Linked DNA regions of Arachis hypogaea: region 2 is linked to region 1. Evidence: chromatin contacts called from public Hi-C data. All regions are on one chromosome and are shown on one strand. Each heading gives the region's core, a stretch centred on a gene start, on an enhancer-like site or on the middle of the called end of the contact. The rest is flanking DNA. Distances are from core to core; before and after follow the strand shown.

Region 1 (2,700 bases), core at 36-2,535:
CAATACTTTACCTGCAACAAAAGATTTTTTTTTTCTTTATTTTCTTTTTGCATTATAACACAAAAACACACGTCTTACTCACCATTCTTCTCTCTCATCAATCCCACGTAGGGGTGGCAAAGCGGGCCGATCCACCCCAATCCATCCAGCCCCGCCTAGGTCCACCCTATAAACGGAGCGAATCAGTCCGTCCCGTCAACTAAAATGGGTTCAAAATGCTAGCCCGCTCCACTTTACGGCGGATTGGCGGGCTAGTCCACTTCTTTTTTTTTTTAAATAAAATTCATTAAAATTAACCAAAAAATAATCATTAAAAAATTAAATACAAATAAAAAATAGTCAAATTATAATATAATTTTTTTATTATTTTTTTTAATTTTTAACTTCAATAAAATTGTTCAAAATAATATTTGTCAATAGAATCATCTTTATTTTTAAAAATAAGTCACATAATTTGAGCATATATACAAAATTGTAAAATAAAATAAATAAAGTTAATAACTAAAAGAAGAATAAAAACAAAAAATGAAAAAAAAGTATTTAAAAATTCTATAATTATTAATTTTATAATAGTAATCACACTTTTTATTTAATAAAAAAAATAAAAGTAAAAATCTTCCGCCCGGCGGACCGGCCCGCCCCGCCAAAACCCGTCAAAACCCGCCAAATTGGCGATGCGGGTTTGGCGGGCTTTTTTAATTTGGCGGGCTTCAAATCTTAGCCCGACCCGCCTTTTTTAGCGAGTTTAGCAGATCGGTCCGACGGACTCGACCCGTTTTGCCACCTCTGATCCCACACATCCCTTCACTCTAATAAAAAAAAAAGACCAATTTTAGTTTTTAAATAAATTAATTTAATTCTTAACTCTTTTAAAATAATTAATAAATTTTCTATTTCTTCAAAAAATAAAAATAAATAAACTATTAGAAAATTAATATTTTTATTAATATTAGTTAATACTTTAGATTAATATTTTATTCTTATACTATTAAAATTTAAAATTTAATATAAAAATATTTTTATTAATTAAATATTAATAAAAATAATAAATTTTATTGATCATTAACATTGTCCAAAAATATTTATGCCAATTTTTTCATATATTTTTTTTATATTTTTAACAGTATAAAAAATAAATCATCTATTCTTATTTTTTACCAATTATTTTTAATATTCAAAATAAAAATATACATAAAAAATACACAAAAAAAATAATATACAATAACAAAATCTCATCAAGTGAATTGGTTATATAGATTAAATGATATTATTATATTCTATTATGTATCATGTATACAATAAAATAAAAAAAAATAATATAATACATATAATTTTTTTTAAAAAAAATATATCTTTTATTGGCACATTAACATTAAAAAAATATTATTCAATGTTCATAGATTTAATCAATTATATAATTTGGTTGAATGATTTTACACCAGTATCAAAATTAAGTTTTTAAAACGTTGTCATCGTTTATACAAATTTGGTTACTGATTTTCCATCTATATTGGCTTCCACTTTGGCGCATTTGTTTGGTTCTTTGGTCGTGAGTGTGTTTCATGCTCCCAAATCCTAAGCTACCTTTTATTCTCTGCAACTGCAACAAGCTAAGAGGAAAAGAAGAAGAAGAAGATAATGGTGGTATCAATGGAAACTAAGCTAGAAAACCAACAACGACAAGGCTCACATGGAATTTGTGGGGAATGTCCAAACCTCATAGGAACCAAACCCCATCACTCACAGATCTCAAGGATCTCAGAATTTCAGGCTTAAAGTGCTGTTTCTTTGTTCTCACTGATATAAAATATTAAGAAAGTTTTGTTCTTTATTTTTTTATATTATATATATTTTTGGGGATGGTTTTGCTCTTTTGAGCTCACTCACTTGATAATTTGTCCTAGTTGGATTCAAATTCTCCATTTCCAAGTTGGTTTCAGTGGTGGGAAGAAGAAAAGTAGCAATTTTGGCATCTGGGTTCTGTTGGTTTTGAACTTATGCGGTTATATGAATTGGGTCTTAAGCAAAGTTGCTGTTTTGGTGAGAGTGGTTTTGTGCTTTATGGGAATCTGATTCCAAAGATTGGCTTTTTCCTTTTTTTGGTGTGGATAAGATGATGCAGACTCAACCACCGTTTGAAACAAGAATGACAAAGTCCAATTGTGACTTATGGTGGCTTTGAGAACTTTCTAGTGTGTTTTTTTTTTGTTTTTTGTGTGGAGGAAGGCATTGTTACTGAATTGAGAATACAGCATGGAACATACCAGATTGGTTTCATGGCTGTTATGTTCACTTCTTCTGTTGATGATGGAGATTTCTGCTGCTGTTCTTTCTCCTTCTGGCATAAACTATGAAGGTTAACCTTTTCTTTAATTTTCTTCCCCCCTTCCCTTTTTCATTTTGATCTTTGGTCAAGTTAATTATGCTGGAAATTACTAGGAATGATAGCTGAAGGATTGATGATGATGCTATTCTGCGACTTGTTATTTCCTTTTCTTTTTTGCCTTGAGAATCTTAACTCTTAAGTACTTCCTCATTACCCGTTACATAGTGGCATATTCTCAAGTGAATCAATTGATGGGAGGTTTTAGTTCTTACCCTTCTTTCTGTTTCTTCACTGAACAGTTCTAGCTTTGATGGCGATAAAGAATGAATTGGATGATCCTCACAATGTCCTGGAGAATTGGGATAGTAATTCTG
Region 2 (2,700 bases), core at 165-2,664, 82 kb before region 1:
TGCAAGAATAGTATTTTGGGGTTTAGAATTACAAACAAATTATTAAAAATGCACTATTCACCTTTCTTGAATATATAATTTTTAAATGTCAAATTAAAAGTATGAGAATAATGTAAAAGAATTTAAAAATTTCACATTATTTGAGCATTTGATCATAACACGTTTTCATTCTTAATTATTTGTTTCAGATAGGTTAGGTGGATAACTATATCTAAAACAAGCACAAAAATTTTAATATAAACTATCAGATTTTATTAAATAAAAATCTAAGGCTAATATAAAAAAAATATTGATGGACTTTAATAAATACAGAATATCCTAGTACATAAATGAATATCTTTTAATATACAATACTTTAAATAATAACATAATGTTTTATTTTTAAATAAATAAATATAAAACACATAAATAAAAAAATATGAATATTTTTTATTTATTAACATTGATTATTATGTAATAAAATTTTTATAATATTAAAAAATTATATTAAAATAATATTTTAAACTACAACATAAAAATATAAAATAATTAAATTTTATTTTATATTACTTGATAAATAATTAGATTATTATATTCAAAACTTATTAACTAACTATTTTTGTTAAAAAATATTATTATATAATCTAACTTTTTTATCAAAATATTTGTAAAATTTAAAATATTCACAACTTTTTAAAAATTATTCGTTTATATTTTTGCACTTCTTTTCCTTTCTTTCAATACTACATTTTCAACTAATCACCAACTAGTATATATTGGATATCTACACCAACCATTTATTCTATCGACAATCTTAAGTTCTAAATTTTAAATTTTAAATTCGGATACTAAATTCAAAATTCTAATCCTAAATTTTTTATTCTAAATTTTAAACCTTAAATTCTATACCTTAGATATTTTCAACTACTCTGATTTAATTAGCTAGCTCTTATTCTCTCCAAGTCCACTAAAAGTAAACGATTTTTTATAATTATTTTAAAGGATAATAAAGTTTTCATCAAATTTTTTTAAAATTTTATCTCTATTGGTTAATCTTTTTTTAATATTTTTTTTGAGTTAGTGTACTGTGTAAATATATTCAAGAAGGAGATAATTAACGAAAGAACTAATTAGTTTTACAAAATTAAAGATCAAAAATAAAAAAAGAAAAATTGGCTAAAAACCTCATGGTACTTCAACAAAATTATTAAGAGCTGGAATAAATATTCACCAAAAAAGTATTTGCTCTCACGAATATAGTTGCTGATGGCTTGATGTGTTAATGATAAAAATATAAATTATCTACTCTTTACGCAATGAAAATTAAAGATTTTATATTTTATATTTAAATTAAAAAAAGGAACAACCAAGGAGATATGTCTCTACTTTTATACCCCAAAAGTCTAGCTTTGACTCTAATCATAAAGGGATAATAATCCAAAGCACGATGTAATGACTAGAAGTTTTTTATGCCCCTTAGCTTTTGCACCCGATTTTCAAATTTCTTTTGTTGTTTTCCCTTTCAGTTTAACTACTAATGTTTATGGAATTTTAATTTGGCTTTCAAAAAATAAAAAATCAATTTGACTATGAACTACCTTGGAACATTTTTGCATCTTGATTGTATAATTAAATGGATCGAAAATAATTCTATAATAGAGTGGGATATTAGTAGATGAGAGTAGGTTAAGCTATGTTAAAATATATAATGATAGGAAAGCTAATAGGACCGACTAATTAATTAATTAAAATAAAAATGAAATTCACCTGTATTATTCTCAGGTGGGTATGATGCCAATACCAAACACAAATCAATGAAATCATTGATCCATATCTCAGGTGACATCATATTTTTTCGATGTGTTTTCCTTAATTACCCTTAGATTGTTTAAGTTAAAAACACTAAATATATCATAATATTTTGATTCAACTATATTACATATATACTAAAAAATAATTATTAAATTATTTTTTATATAAAATATATATTAAAATAAAAATTATATATTAAGAATAATTTAAATAATATATATTAATATAAAAATATATAATATTTAATTTAAATTTTTTTTGTGTATTATGATTTTTTATTTTAATAGAATAAAATTCCTATAAAAAGAAAAGTGTTTGTTTCCACTTGTTTAAGAAGCATAATTTATATTAAAAAAGGGGGATCTGAAAGGAAAGTCTTTATATACGTGTGAATTTTGAAAGGTATTTTATTTCATTTTTTATTTGATTGTTAACAATAAATAAATTAATAATTTTTGAATTTTATTTCACAATCTTAATTCAAAGAGAAAAAATAATTCTTTTTGTTAGTATCTCAAAATCTCAATTATAATTTCGGAAGTAAAATTAAAGATAAAAAAACATGCAAGATGTCAGAGACAAAGTAAAATGTAGAAATTAAAGAAAAAAGAAAGAAGATGAAAAAAAATAAAAGTAAAAAATTTTAATTAAAAATAAAAAAATAGAATACAAGTTTGAGTTCAGAATTTAGAAGTATTACTCAAGATTCTCAATTTTATTTTGTGATGCCAAGGAGACTGAGAGTAATTTTGGATTTCTAAATATTTTCTTAGAAGAATTGAACTGATTACAATGTGTGTCCAAAATTCTATTTTTATAAACTAACCTAATGTCAACTGACAGTTACTTTTATAATATATTTTCGTCAATTTTCAAACTTGAATAATCGTTCCGCACTTGTTGCTCCTT

The links. A called contact is a pair of places that touch in the nucleus more often than the background predicts.
Region 2: a contact with region 1 is called in a Hi-C map of leaf, with 4 times the contacts expected there. The contact joins the enhancer-like site here to the promoter of LOC112749993 in region 1. A contact is called at or near these places in 4 of 8 Hi-C or Micro-C datasets (leaf and an unstated tissue).

What each region holds. Positions count from the first base shown.
Region 1 is chr15:24,204,703-24,207,402 of arahy.Tifrunner.gnm2.J5K5, reverse strand. It overlaps LOC112749993 (protein NSP-INTERACTING KINASE 3), which reads left to right and starts at 1,285. Exons shown (of 11, transcript XM_025798465.3): 1 at 1,285-2,356; 2 at 2,626-2,700. The coding sequence starts at 2,254.
Region 2 is chr15:24,286,420-24,289,119 of arahy.Tifrunner.gnm2.J5K5, reverse strand. No RefSeq gene overlaps it. Among protein-coding and RNA genes, the nearest start is that of LOC112753091, 30 kb to the right of the region's middle. Within about 2 kb of position 1,414, at least 1 of the 3 cell types and tissues checked has open chromatin away from gene starts, as enhancers often do.